2 separate regions of the Sus scrofa genome follow, and region 1 is linked to region 2. A link is a contact called in public Hi-C data. All regions are on one chromosome and are shown on one strand. The core of a region is the stretch at or near the end of the contact, and the rest is flanking DNA. Distances in the headings are between cores, read along the strand shown. Region 1 holds the start of ARHGAP12 (rho GTPase-activating protein 12). Region 2 overlaps ARHGAP12 (rho GTPase-activating protein 12).

The links. Hi-C and Micro-C count contacts between places; a contact is called where the count stands out from the background.
Region 1: a contact with region 2 is called in a Hi-C map of liver, with 6 times the contacts expected there. The contact joins the promoter of ARHGAP12 here to the enhancer-like site in region 2. A contact is called at or near these places in 2 of 5 promoter capture datasets (fetal liver and liver), 4 of 47 Hi-C or Micro-C datasets (embryonic fibroblasts, liver and skeletal muscle) and 1 of 2 datasets of contacts at active chromatin or transcription factors (alveolar macrophages).

The regions. Positions count from the first base shown.
Region 1 is chr10:42,576,026-42,578,725 of Sscrofa11.1, reverse strand. It overlaps ARHGAP12 (rho GTPase-activating protein 12), which reads left to right and starts at 1,375. Exons shown (of 18, transcript XM_021064803.1): 1 at 1,375-1,561.
Region 2 is chr10:42,530,958-42,533,657 of Sscrofa11.1, reverse strand. The region is part of intron 3 of ARHGAP12 (rho GTPase-activating protein 12); the gene reads left to right. Among named protein-coding and RNA genes, the nearest start is that of ARHGAP12, 45 kb to the left of the region's middle. Within about 2 kb of position 1,412, at least 8 of the 83 cell types and tissues checked have an H3K27ac peak or open chromatin away from gene starts, as enhancers often do. A contact at or near this core is called in liver, where this site is marked.

The DNA.
Region 1 (2,700 bases), core at 126-2,625, 45 kb before region 2:
AGTCTAACTCAGGCTTGGGGAGTAGGGAAGATAAAGTTATCAGGACATTCCCATCCGGGCACAGTTGCTTTTCCGCTGTCTGTCCCTGTTTTGGTTCTAGAAAGAGATCACAAGGGATTCTATGGAAAATAGTTTCAGAAGCACATGGTAGTAATACTCTACTGAACAAAGGCATGGCAAAGAACTCGTTAGAAACTGAGGGAGACAGAAAAGACTACCCATGCCAAGGAAAGGGGGTCTTGAGTGTACTGATAGAGACAGTATGGTCTCAGGCTTAAGTACCTTTTCTTTGAGAGAGGAGAGTATCTTACAACTTTAAGCCCCCCGCCCTGAACATTAGATTTAATTTTCTAACAAGGTAGTAAACTAGAGTTGTTAAAGTCTTGACAATATCCCAGTGGGTTCTTTGCAGTCATTAAAGAAAAACTGGGAGTTCAGCTTGTGATTAAGGAAGCCAATGGCATCTTCAAGCATGAGGTGAAGAACAGAGAAGAGCCAATTGAATAATACCTTGGCCTTTTTTCCTAGTACTATTAACATTTTATCCAGGCGCCATAACAGACACAATCAACAGTTGGTTACTAAATGAATGGTGTCTGCAGTCCTAATACATAGCAGTTATTTTTCTCAGTCATTGAATTTTAGAGCTTAGAAGGAGACTTTGGACTTGTCCACAGGCTTTTTGGGCAGCTAAGGTTGAGAAAGATGAAGCGACAATGGAAGGAGGAGGTCTCCCCCTACATTCCCAGTGCAGCGGATCTCCTGCAAACGCAGCATACTGGGCTAACTTTGGGCAACAACACCGCAGCGCACACAACAGGCCAGTGGACAGCGGGGAGAGGAGTCGGCGGTCAGCTGCCTCGGGACTGCAGCGGAGTGTGCGCTGCCGGTCCCAGCAGGAGCCCCGTCATGGACCAGGGTCTCCAGAGCTGCACTTCACCGACCGAAGTATCCTGTGGACTCTTCCTGAGCCTGCCCGCGGGATTTCCGGGTTCAGGAACCGCTGACCGACGCCGGGCAGCGTTCCCAGCAGGCAGGCGGCAGGAGAAAGAGGTGGGGGCGGGCCCACGGCCCCCTCCTCCCCAGCCCCACTCCAACCACTCCAGTCTCGGAAGTTTTCCAGTCCACCCTTCCCTCCTTTTCCCCAGGAGCGTTTTCTCAGCTTTTCCCACCTGGAGTTTGCAAAGCATCCACACCCCCTCCGCCCTCTAGGAGCGCGCCACTCCGCGCGCCTCGGCCCCGCCCTCTGCCTCCCCTCCTCCTCCCGGATCCTCCAAGGCCGAGTCACCCCTCGCCCGGCGGGCCGTCACGTGCGCCTCGCCCCGCCCCATCACGTGGCGCGCCCCGCCCCCGTCCCACGTGACCGCTTCCCCGCCCCGCCCCCGCGCCGGCGCGCTCCGACGTGCCCTGGAACTTACCCTCCCGGGGAGAGCTGCCTGCGGGGACGCGCCGGCCGCGGCCGCCGCCGAGTGAGCGCCCTTCGGGCTCGCCTGGGTGCCCCACTGCTGCCGCCGGCACGGGAGGGAGCCGCTTCCCGCGAGGCCGCTGCGCTCTCTGTGAGGTGAGGGGGCTTGCGAGCGGAAGGCAGTTCGGGCGGCGCAGCACAAAGGCGCCTGGGGCTGGGGTTTGTACCCGCCGAGGGCTGCGGGGCCGGGGGAGGCGTGTGCTGGCGCGCGGTGGCGCCGAGGGGCGCGAGTGCAGCCGGAGGCGCGGCCCGAGGGGTCGGGGCTCGGGGCGGGGACCGTCGCCGGCAGGTCGGCAGATATGGGCTGCGGGGTTTAAATGGCTCGAAGTTGTGGCTCCTTTGCCCCCCGGTTTTCTGACTTCCTGTGAGAGGGCAGTGCCCGCCGCCCCGCCCCCAGGAAGGAGGGTATCGGGGCGTGTGTGTGTGTGTGTGTGTGTGTGTGTATGTGTGTAAAAGGCTGGCGGTGCCGCCCTCTTTCCTGGTCTCCCGCCACCGCGCGTGCCCGCTTCCCAGCCGCTGGAGGGGGTGCACCCCCCACCCCACCCCGGAGCGGATCTGGGCCTCCCCTCGAGGGCTTTGACCTCAAAACTGGGCGCTCGGGGCTCTGCAGTCTGTAGAGGTGCCCCGCCCCTGCTGAATGGGCATTTGCTTCTCTGCGAGGAATTTCCTCGGGGTCCTTAAATTTAAAGAATTCCCTGTCCTCTCCTCTGGGGTCGTTGATTATCTTCTAAGAATGACTGTCCTTGGCGTGTTTTATCTTAAGTTACCGCAGACTCCTGGAGAAGAAACGGCCACAGGGTCATCAGCAGAGCAAAAGGCACGGCCTTGCGTTTTAGAGGCGTGTGATGTTTTCCTGTCGGCTGCAGCAGCAGTCGTTTTAAATGCACTTGCGAAGGCAAAAGCAAAATGTTCAAAGCGTAGCACTATGAAAAGTTCTCACGTCATTCCAAGCGAAGTGTTGTGGCAGAGGCAGTTAGCCCTCGTCCTGCTTGATGGTTAATCATGACCTGTGGAGGTAGAATTTATTGACCGTTCATGCGCGTATTCCTTGGGGGCGATGATGTAGAGGAAGGAATATTGAGGAGTCGCTGGAATCTGGTTCAGATTCTGCCCCCCGCTTCTAAAGGTGAGACCTTGGAAGGCTCTGAATGTTGCAGTGAGAGGTTGTTAAAGTATCCAGCTCCTTGCCATGCCTCTCTAATATTTAAATGTTGGGTACCGGTAGCCTAGAGATA
Region 2 (2,700 bases), core at 163-2,662:
GACCACACCAGAACCTTTAACTGCTAGGCCACCAGGGAACTCTGATATTTCTGTACATTACAAAATGAGCACCACTAACCAATAGTTTTTAAATACACACAGTGGACTGTGGGGTTTGTTTTTGTTTTTGTTTTTGTTTTTTGTCTTTTTAGGTAGGGCCACACCTTCGGCATGTGGAAGTTTTCAGGCTCCACAGCCACAGCAACGCCAGATCCGAGCTGCATCTGGGACCTACACCACAGCTCATGGCAACACTGGATCCCTGACCCTCTGAGTGAGGCCAGGGATCAAACCTGCACCTCATGGATACTAGTCAGATTTGTTTCCACTGCACCACAAAGGGAACTCCTGAACTGTGGGTTTTAGTAGAACTGTTAGATTTTAAAAAAATAAATATTAAGTATTTTAGTCTTTTTTTTTTTTTTTTTTTTGTCTTTTTGCTATTTCTTGGGCTGCTCCCGCGGCATATGGAGGTTCCCAGGCTAGGGGTCCAATCAGAGCTGTAGCCACCAGCCTACACCAGAGCCACAGCAACGCAGGATCCGAGCCGCATCTGCGACCTACACCACAGCCGGATCGTTAACCCACTGAGCAAGGGCAGGGACTGAACCCGCAACTTCATGGTTCCTAGTCGGATTGTTAACCACTGTGCCACGACGGGAACTCCCTAGTCATTTTTTATTTGCAAAGAAAAGCACTGATGGGAAAAGAATAAAATAAAACAAAAATGACTTTAGATTTACTGGAATGATCAAATTGTTGATGCATTCACTAAATATTTGTTGAGCACCAGCTGCATACCTTGTTTGGTGCAAGGTTCTGGGGATTTGATGGTGAGCACAGAGCATATCTTGTAGTAGAGCCCTACTTTATGAATGAACACTAGATCCCTTTGTACAACAGTGGATCAGTTCTATTGCTTCCTTATTATCTCCCATAAGAAAACTTCAATTGACCATTCCTGACCCCGGGTTTTTTTTTTTAAAGTACTGCAGAGAATAGCCAGAAACCTTGTAGAAGCCGTTACTGTAACCATCAAGGAGCTTTATGGGAGATTCTTAAAAAAAGAAAAGCAAAGAAAAAACTTAATCGCCAAGTGTTAAAGAAAACTTGATGCAATCAAGTGGAGAGGAATGTGATCTTTTTAGCTTTTCAGCTGCAGCTTTACTGATTTAAATGGAAATTAATAAATCTCAGTGTTCCTCTGGTAGCTAAATGTACTGTAATTAGAAAAATGGCATGGATATTCTTAAAATAGTACTTTCTCTGATACATATGTATCATCGACTTTATGTTTTTGCATTCACCAAAATAGAACATGAAACCAGAAAACTGATAAGCAGACTTGTTTCTTCCTATGGCTAGCATTTTCTTCTGCAAAAGGAAGCAGGCATCTTTTGTCCACTTTCAGTATGTCTCATTCTGAAGAGCAGCAGTCTCCCAAAAGGGCAAACTAGGCAAGAAGTTAAATCTTAACTGAATTTAGATCTCTGTCACAGATCTTCTTGTTTGTCTACTTTTATGTGGAGAGACTTCTGAACCCTGAACGAAAACCTTTTTATTTCTCCTGTGAATGTCCAGTTACCTGATGACAAGAAACAAGCATATAAATAACTGATTTGAAGCAAAGGGAGCTGCCAGGTCTCAAATGAGCCTTGGAACAGAGTAGGGTAACAGGGAGTCTTTAGCTGAGGAGTGGGGTTAAATTGAGCTGTGGGAAACAGGTCTTTTTGTATTTAGGAATCTTTTCTGAAAATCCTGAGACCTAGTTTTGATGGAGAGGTTTGGAAGGGCCCTGAAAGGAGACTAAGGATCGTGGAAAACAAATTACAGTTTTGACTTGCAGAACCTCTCTGTAGAACTGGAGTACATTTATTAAGTGAATTTTGTATCCTGCACTTTGAAATATAAGTAGAATGTTTTATTTCCCCCCCCCGCCCCCGGGAAGAAGGCTATATGATGGGGTTGAGAGGAGCAAAAAGAAACTGCTTTTAAATTTAGCTGCTCATTGATTCCCCCCCCTCCCTGTACGCACCAAGTCTTATTTAAGGAGTTTCAAAAGAAATCTGGGTATACACTTCCTTTTTTTTTTTTCCCTCCTTTTTTTGGTCACCCCGTGGCATATGGCGTTCCTCAGATCTGAGCTGCATGTGTAGCCTATGCCACAGCTGCAGCAACTCTGGATCCTTTAACCCACTGTGCTGGGCCGGAGCGCAAACCTGCGTTCAGGTGCTGCAGACATGTGAGAACTCCTGCGTATCTATCTCTATCAGTCAAGGTTCTCCAGAGAAACAGAGCGAGTGGGTTATATGTAGATATATGTCAGAGGAGATTTATTATAGGAATTGGCTCATGCAGTTCTGCAGGCTGAGAAGTCCCAGGATCTGCTCTCTGCAGGCTGGAGAACTAGGAGGGCCAGTTGTGTAATGCATTCCAAGTCAGACGTGGTGGGGGCCTGGTCCTAGGGCGGGAGACATGTTGTCTCAGCTCACATTCTTCCCCTGCCTTTTTGTTCTGCTGAGGCCCTGAACTATTGGATGATGCTCACCCCTTTTGGTGAGAAGACAGTCTTCTTGACACAGTCTGCTGATGGACATGCTAATCTCTTCTGAGGACGCCCCCACTGATGCATCCAGAAGTTAATGTTCTGCAGTATGTGGAGGTTCTCAGGTCAGGGATGGAACTTGTACCACAGCTTGG